Regions from separate parts of the Mus musculus genome. Here all the other regions are linked to region 2. Evidence: chromatin contacts called from public HiChIP or PLAC-seq data. All regions are on one chromosome and are shown on one strand. Each heading gives the region's core, a stretch centred on a gene start, on an enhancer-like site or on the middle of the called end of the contact. The rest is flanking DNA. Distances are from core to core; before and after follow the strand shown. Region 1 holds the start of Hoxa5 (homeobox A5). Region 2 holds the start of Halr1 (Hoxa adjacent long noncoding RNA 1). Region 3 holds the start of Hoxa9 (homeobox A9).

What was found. HiChIP or PLAC-seq counts read pairs in DNA pulled down with a chosen protein or histone mark.
Region 1: a contact with region 2 is called in an H3K27ac HiChIP or PLAC-seq map of embryonic stem cells, with 17 read pairs. The contact joins the promoter of Hoxa5 here to the promoter of Halr1 in region 2. A contact is called at or near these places in 4 of 39 promoter capture datasets (the 3T3-L1 cell line, 3T3-L1-derived adipocytes, embryonic stem cells and 1 more), 29 of 484 Hi-C or Micro-C datasets (8-cell embryo, the AtT-20 cell line, the BV-2 cell line and 17 more), 10 of 115 datasets of contacts at active chromatin or transcription factors (bone marrow-derived macrophages, cardiomyocytes, embryonic stem cells and 2 more) and 4 of 9 other capture datasets (adipose tissue, liver, macrophages and 1 more).
Region 3: a contact with region 2 is called in an H3K27ac HiChIP or PLAC-seq map of embryonic stem cells, with 15 read pairs. The contact joins the promoter of Hoxa9 here to the promoter of Halr1 in region 2. A contact is called at or near these places in 1 of 39 promoter capture datasets (3T3-L1-derived adipocytes), 5 of 484 Hi-C or Micro-C datasets (8-cell embryo, CD4 T cells, CD8 T cells and 1 more), 4 of 115 datasets of contacts at active chromatin or transcription factors (bone marrow-derived macrophages and embryonic stem cells) and 4 of 9 other capture datasets (adipose tissue, liver, macrophages and 1 more).

The regions. Positions count from the first base shown.
Region 1 is chr6:52,203,233-52,205,932 of GRCm38.p6, forward strand. Hoxa5 (homeobox A5) reads right to left here and starts at 1,355. Exons shown (of 2, transcript NM_010453.5): 1 at 557-1,355. The coding sequence starts at 1,118. The region is part of intron 1 of Hoxa3 (homeobox A3); the gene reads right to left. Hoxa6 (homeobox A6) reads right to left here. Exons shown (of 2, transcript NM_010454.3): 2 at 1,626-2,700. The region is part of intron 1 of Hoxaas3 (Hoxa cluster antisense RNA 3); the gene reads left to right.
Region 2 is chr6:52,101,582-52,104,281 of GRCm38.p6, forward strand. It overlaps Halr1 (Hoxa adjacent long noncoding RNA 1), which reads left to right and starts at 1,368. Exons shown (of 3, transcript NR_110440.1): 1 at 1,368-1,455.
Region 3 is chr6:52,226,012-52,228,711 of GRCm38.p6, forward strand. Hoxa9 (homeobox A9) reads right to left here and starts at 1,359. Exons shown (of 2, transcript NM_010456.3): 1 at 1-1,359. The coding sequence starts at 93. It overlaps Gm52902 (a long non-coding RNA gene), which reads left to right and starts at 1,493. Exons shown (of 2, transcript XR_003956434.1): 1 at 1,493-2,700.

The DNA.
Region 1 (2,700 bases), core at 105-2,604, 100 kb after region 2:
CTGTTCCAGTGTACGCTTGGGGCGCCCGATTTCTTTTTCTTCCCTTTCCTTCGCTTTCCCTCTTGCCCTCAAACTTCAGAATCCCGCCTGCCCTCGCCTGGCTTATTCCCCCCAAGCCCCTTTTAGGGGGCTCTAATTAGTAACGCTGTTTCCCCAGCGTAGCCCTTCCCATAAATTATCTCCCCTGACAAGCCCGATTCACGGCCCTTACTGCCATCCCTACCCCTGCATGCCCTACTCCGCTGGCCTGACCCTGAAGAGAGTTCCGAGGCACTGGGGTTCCAGACGGAATTTCTTCCTCTTTCAACATTTAAACTTACTCGGCCACCCCATTTTCCTCCCTCCCCTCTCCCCAGTATCTGTGAATGCAGATCGCTGCTGCAGTAATTGGGAGGAAGTAAAGAGAAAGGCAGGGAAAAGGGAGCCGCAGGGAGAGGCTCTGCGGGCTGGAGAGAGGCGAGACTAGGAGAGAGACGGGAGAGAGGCTGCAGAGAACAGAGAGTGACCAAGACCCGCGCCCCCACGGACGCGTGGATCAGAAAACGGCTGGCTTTACCGTGACTAATGTGCAGCTTGCGCATCCAGGGGTAGATCTGGGGCTGAGCGGGCGGCGCCGGGCTCGGCTCGCTCTGGGCGCCCGCCTGCTCGCTGCTGGCAGGGGCGTCCTCCTCGGCTGCGGACGCCGTGCCAACCCCCTCTCTGCTGCTGATGTGGGTGCTGCCGGCGTTGGCCGAGGCGCCGCTGGAGTTGCCCAGGGAGTTTTTCCCGCCGTGGTGGCTGTCGCTGCCGGGCGAGGGGGCCACCGCTGAGCAGGGCAGCGGGTCGGGCGGTGGCGAGTGCGTGGACGTGGCCGGCTGGCTGTACCTGGGCTCGGCGGGCGCCGCACTGGCCCCAGCCGCGTAGCTGCGGGCGCGCTCGCCGGAGCCAAAGTGGCCGGAACCCGAACGGCCGACGCTGAGATCCATGCCATTGTAGCCGTAGCCGTACCTGCCGGAGTGCATGCTCGCCGAGTCCCTGAATTGTTCGCTCACGGAACTATGATCTCCATAATTATGCAACTGGTAGTCCGGGCCATTTGGATAGCGACCGCAAAATGAGTTTACAAAATAAGAGCTCATTTGTTTTTTGATATGTGTGCTTGATTTGTGGCTCGCGGTCGTTTGTGCGTCTATAGCACCCTTGCACAATTTATGATGAATTATGGAAATGACTGGGACATGTACTCGGTTCCCTCCTACGTAGGCACCCAAATATGGGGTACGACTTCGAATCACGTGCTTTTGTTGTCCAGTCGTAAATCCTGCCTGATGACCTCTAGAGGTAAACTCGTGCACTAATGGGGGAGTTGGGTGGAGGCAAGAGGGGTGGCGCGCGCGCCCTGGGCGCGTCCCCGCCACCCGTTGCCGCCGTTCAGTCGGACTCGAGCGCCACCCGCTGGAGACTGGGCGCATCGCTTCGCTTCCGACCTCGGGCTTCAAGGGCCGGGGTCGAATTGAGGTTACAGCCCATTATGGCAAAATTATTGCATTTCCCTCGCAGTTCCATTAGGATGTACCAATTGTGAGGCCGTCAGCTGCCGATCGCACGCCCGGCGAGGATACAGAGGATTCGGGGGAGGTGGTGACTTAGAATTATTTACAACAACTTTATTTCCCCGGCTTTGTATCCCCTCTTATTTTTGTGTAGAGGTTGGGGTCGGTTTGCCAGCCCGGCCGGCAGCTGTGAATTTTGAAAACACAGATATCACCTTCGAGGAAGGGAAGACGATTTAGCCAATTGAAGAAATAAATCCTGCCCACAGCAGCAGCCACAATTACGGCTCTGTTTTTGTGAACGCATGAAGGACAGTGCCCCTGCCGCTCTTAAACCACAGGCGTCTATTAAAGACAGCTTTTGTGTAGTGTTTCTCCGAGGCGAGGTCAAATTCCATACACTCGTATAACCAGAATCATTTTTTTCCTCCGTGCAAATATGTTTTTCGTGCCATTAGTTTGCTATCTGATTTGTTTATTTATCCAGCCTGGAAGATCTTCATCCCTGGTCCGGTTCCTCTGATCAGCCCGGCCCCAGGTAGCAGGGTTCTTGGTGAACCCAGAGATTGGGCCCTGATACCCAAACGGCCTCCGAGGCTGCTTGGAAGCTGGGATCGGTGGGTAGAGCTATTGGGATCTCGCTTAGACCACTGGGAATAAATTGCGGGAACTAATGGAATCATTTCGTGGCTGTGTCTAGTATCACCGTAGTTATTTTCCTGGGCTCCGAAAGACGAAAGTAAATCACAAATGTAGCTGAGAAGAGAGCAGACTCTCTCTACTAGAGGCCTGGCATCTCAGGCGTCCCTGGCACGTTTGGAAGCCAGGACTCTTGCGGCTCTCATGGTCTTGGGCCCCCTCTTTGGGTCCTGAAAGCTGCGAGGTGGATTGCGTCCGAGCTGTATGAGGCTGAGAGTGGAAATCGGGAGCTGGGAGCCTGCGGGAGCCTAGTCGCTCCCAAGCTGTAAACCCAGGTTGGCTTGCCTCGGCTGAGGCTGCTACTCTCCCACTGACGGTTACGCGCCGATAGAGAGATTTGGTTCTGTCGGGGAAGGGGGGTGTTCCTCTTTGTTCCTCAGGCTTCTTGATTAGGGGCATCCTGAGAGGCCGGGACAGGGCTGGGGCCCAGCTCGTAGACCCTTTCTTTTCAGTAGCCAGAGCCGATTTG
Region 2 (2,700 bases), core at 118-2,617:
GAAAGCCCACTGTTGACAGCCTAAATATACCAAGAAAGCTTCAAATGTGTTGATTTTCTGTGGGCTAGAACTACATTTTTACAGGTGGAGGATATATCATTAAAACATAAACGCATGTTGAAAGCAAGGCTCTAAAAAGACTTTCTGTCACAAACCATTCTTAGACACACCATAGCAAGGGAGAAATGGTAATACTGTTCAGCACTTATTTGATAGAAATTGTAATTCCTGTGGGAAGGAAAGAGACTTTGGATCTAAATACAATTTTTAATGTGGTTTCTACTTCACAGAATCTGATTTGAGATCCACTTAGCTTGGAGACCGCGCATGAACAGTGCACCTGCTCTGAAAGAGCTCTCAGCTACCATTTCACAAGGAATTGAGTTTTCTCCCTCCATCGCATAGCGCCGTGTCTCCCCACTCACTGCTCAGCCGCTCCCTTGAGTCTCATAAGGTGGTATCATCAGTTTGCCTCTAACAGTGTAAATGTTCACACAACACAAGGAAATACCTACAATGGCCTAGACTTACTCCAAATAAATAGCTCTTCCCCATTTCAGACCTCAATAAAGCCTATTCGCTAGTAATTAATAGCTATGTTCTATGAGCAGTTGTGAAACTCATTATGGAAGCAGGGAAACCCACTTAACTAATTCCAAGCAGGGTCTTTGAATTCATCTAGGCATTCTGTGCTTATGACACACAAGTGAAAGATTTATTACCATCACGGGGGCAAACCCTTCTTGCGTAAGTACCACCGACTTCATTATCTGAGCATTGGCGCTGGCCCAACGTGTATTGACTCACAGTGTTTTCCTTCATGGTGGGAATTCTGTGAACAGTCGCTTTAAATTGAAAAACCAGACGTGGGATTGTTGAGGGAAGGGTGCAAAGGAAGGGTGGTGGGCCATGCTGCCTCTGAACACAATGGACCAGCTCTGACCACGGAAAGGTCACAAATATTCCATCTGGAATGAGATTGAAATATTTTTAAGAAGAAAAAAATGATTTCTTTAGGAAGGAACTTCCCTGGGGCAAATATCAAAACTAATTATCAACATTTACATAGTAGTTGCTGTAATGTCTCCCACACCCATTGACAAGAGAGGACACTTGAAAATAAAAGAATGTTGCCTTCTAAAAATGCAGCGGGAAACCTCTGGACCTTAGTCTAATTTCTTCTAGTTAGACCGTGAAAAGTTTTGTGAAGCCCGGTGTTTTTTTGGAGCCTCCCTTCTCTGCCATTGAAAGAAACAAACCCAGCTGTGCAAACAGCAGACCCGTGTGGACAGATTGTGGGAAGATGCATGCCTGGCTCTTCCTGGGAGGACTTTTGTCTGCAGTGAGTGCGCATGCGCCTCTCAGCTGGGAGACCGTGGGCGGAGGTGATACAACCTGACTGATGATGGCTGACAAAAGAAGAAGAAAGTAGCTGAGAACCAGCAGCTGAAGAAAGTAAGCAATATTGTGTTCTCTCTCTCTCTCTCTCTCTCTCTCTCTCTCTCTCTCTCTCTCATTGTTATCTGTTGGTTTGTTGGGGTTCTGAGATAGACGCTCATGTGATTGAGGGTGGCCTTGAACTCCCCATCCTCCTGCCTCGTCCTCCCCAGTGATGGGATTGGATTATAGGCAGGTGCGAGTGTCTCTGGGTACCAGCGTAAGAATACATCGACATCTTTTCTTTCCTTTTATCTTTCCGCGTCTTGTTTTTCCCAGTTCTTCCCTTCACAGCTGATGTAAGTTTGCGCCAATGCCCTTCTTACTCATGTTGGTCACAGATTCGGAGAAAGGAAATTTCAAAACACCTGAAGTAGGTAGATGTCCAGGTACAAGGGCCGATGGACTCCACAGCTACCTGAGTTCAAAGAATGAGTTTGCTGTTGCTCTCATAAAGAACTGTCTTGTTTTGGTTTTATTTATTTTGTCTTATGTGTAGCGATGTTTTGCCTGCATCATGATATATGTGCATCATATATGGCCCCACACCCAAGGAAGTCAGACGAGGCCTTCCAATTCCCTGGAACTGGAGTTATGGATGTTATGACCCACCATGTGGGCGCTAGGAATCAAACTAATGTCCTGTACAAGAGCACACGTGCTTTTAACTCTGGACCGTCTCTCCAGATGCAAGGAACTGTTTTTACAAGAAATTTCTAGGAATCTGGGAACTAGAAGAGAGGAATATCTGGTTTCTCCTTATTAGAGTTGGTTCTACTTGGATAGCCTCAAGTAATGTGACCCCAAGCTAGTCAGAGGCTTCAAGGTTCAGTACAGACTTCAGGGCAGCCTGAACCCAAGCCTCAGCCAATGACGCCCGGGCTTGAGAGCTGGGGGATGGGGCGGGGAGGAGGACTGGCTTATTAAGTTAGTAAGCAGGTTTTGGGAGCAGAGATGTCAGGTGAGCTGCACTGTACATAGAGAAGAGTCAGTTCTGTGTGGTTCTAAGTGAAATCAATCACGGCTCAGTTCAGCATTCACGGTTCACCGCGAACCACTGCCAAGTGGTTTTCAGGGGACCCAACTTCACTGCAGAAAGGAGCTGTTATTTAAAGTGGGGGCATTAAGGCAGAAGGAGAAAAAGAAGGAAACCTCTCCTCAGGCTGCTGTTGTTCTCCTTAACCTGCCCTCAGGAGATCACCCAGTCCCTTCCCAGAGGCGGTTTGATGAAAAGGTAGGAGGAGAGTTTGCCTACCGGAAGCA
Region 3 (2,700 bases), core at 109-2,608, 120 kb after region 2:
AGCGTAGCGTCCCGCACCCAGCTCATCAGCAGCGTCGGCGCCCAGCAGGAAGGAGTCCACATAGTAGTTGCCCAGGGCCCCGGTGGTGGCCATTGCAGTAGCCCGCGCCTGGCCGGCCCAGCCCGACCCGCCGAAATTATGAAACTGCAGATTTCATGTAACAACTTGGTGGCACCAGGGGGGGGTGAAGTACAGTCACCTAATAAGTTGCCGGCGCCCGCGCCCCCATTGGCCACGCGCGTCACGTGTCCGCCCGGCAGAACAATAACGCGTAAATCACTCCGCACGCTATTAATGGCCCGGTGTTTTGCAGTCATAATTTTTATAGCAAAAGCCATATGTTTTTATGCAAAGGGATCGCGCAGCTCCACGATCTGGTTTGTTTTAATTGTGGCCAACGAAGATTAAAAGATCAAATCTGGCCTTGCCTCTGTACTCTCCCTTGCCACCCCCCCAACACACACACATACCAGACACACACACTTCTTAAGCGGACTATTTTATATCACAATTAATCACGCCATCAGGAAGGCGCGGGTCCCGCGTGTGAGCACGGCCAGCAGAGCCCCTCACATAAAATTAGACAATAATTGAAGCCATAAAAAAGCAGCCAAATCGCATTCTCACTCTACTGTATTTAAATCTATATTTATGATATTTCATAAGGAGTTATTGTTTCGGAAGCCACACAGGCTGGTGGAAAGTCAGGAGCGACCAACAGATTCGTTTGCCTCGCTGTGGCTCCCTGTAAAAATTTATGAGGACTTGGAAAGGTTAAATTAGACTGTTGTGTTTGGTTGGTGAATACCCTGTAAATAATCCTTGCAGTCCTCAGAGATGTGAGCCCCCCGCCCGCGCGCGCCCCCAGGGCCGGCCTAGAAAAGTCAAATACAAGGCTCTCTCCACCTCAAACAGAGTGACCACCGCCCCTGTCGCGACGCACCGTCGATGATACAACCACCTAAAATGGGCTACCGACCCTAGTCAGACTGGAAAGCCAGCCAGGCGCTTGCACATCGGCCAGATCACCCTTGCTCCACAGGGAAGGCCCCACAGAGCAACCAGAGCAACCGCCAAGGAGAGAACTGCCAACCCTCAAGGGTTTGTGTCACAAACGCCCTGATTGTGTCACAAGCGCCCTGGCCCACTTCTTTGAGCACAAACTGCCCAGCGAATTTTATTCCCTAGCCAGCGGGTTCTAAGCTCCATCATCTGTATGCCTAGTCCCGCTCCCCAGACTGGAGATGGGGAAAATCGCCAGTCAACATCAAGAGGTGTTTGTCTTGCTGAGGGGTCACCTCGCCTAGTTTCTGGGCCCTGTATGAACCGCTCTGGTATCCTTCCCTCTTCTGTTTTTTCCTCCTATTCCTCTATCACCCCACTTTTTTTCCCCTTCCTTCCCATTCCCCTTTTCCTTCTTTTGTTACTCCCCTCCCTCCCTTCCTCTCTTTCCCCCCCGCCCCCATCTCCAGCGCCCCTGCCTTGGTTATCCTTGAAACAGAACAACAGAGATCCCATAGTCAAACTACAGCTCAAGTCCAGTGCTACAAATTAACCCGGGAGGAACACTGGACATTGACTTTAATCTCATCCTTTGGTCAAATGGAGGATGTTATTTTTCACCCCTTAGAATCTTTGGGAATAAGAGAAAAAAAGTGAGAAGGCCACAGCCACTGTTGTTAATGGGAGGGGCGGTGGCCCCATCCCAATCTGGAACACAAAGCAACAGCTCTTAGAAACTGTGTAATTAAATTCACGTGTGAATTTTGTGCCTTCCAAGAGTATGTTTCTCATTACTTCACTATCCACAAAAATGCTGACCCGAGACATTTCCATCTTTGTTTTTGCTTTCTTCCTCAGAAATAGTTCAAGGAGACACTTTCCAACGCTCTGACAGATTCCCCCAAATATTAGGCTCTCCACCAGAGAGGGGCTGGGAAGCTCCCGGGATCCACACCCCCTCGCTTGTCGGCAGGAAGAAGAAAGTGGTCAGCGCCAGGAACTGGATGTGGCCTGTCCTGACTGCCTCAGTCCCCTCCCCCTAATATTTTTCCTTTCCCTGCAAATTCCTCCAAGACACACACACCCCCAACACAACCCAAGGTGTTCTAAATATCCGGTAGTCCTCTGAGGTTCAGGTTTTCATTAAAGCAATAACCCAGGAGTATAACTCTGCTCTTAATTGTAATAGTAAATGGTAGAGTATTCCTGGCTGACTTTTTCATTTTTTGTATTCAGAGAAGATATGTATCATCACCATCATCATTAATATCATTAATATTTATTAATTTAAAATACTTTTAAAACTTTAGTCTCAAAACAGAAAAATTACAAAGAATTAGGTACTGAGTATTAAGCAGCTGTTTACATGTGGCCCAAAAGGGGGAAAATTCATAAAAGGAGATATTGTCCTTGTGAGTCTAGAAACATGATCCTAAAGTATACAGGTTTTTATTTCTGCTTTCTTTTGGATGAGTTGTATACACATCTAGAAATAATAAATGGATGCAACCACACAACACCTCATGCTCAACTGAGAATCTTCCAAAAACGTTGGTCTTTGAAATAAGCCCAGTACCCGGATGCAGAAAATGGCAGAGAAGAGTTGGAGGGAGCCTGGAGTACTGGTCACTCAGATAACAGGTTGTTGGCTGAGCAACGAAAACAATTCCCGGGCATCAGCCTGAGCCGGGAAGGGAA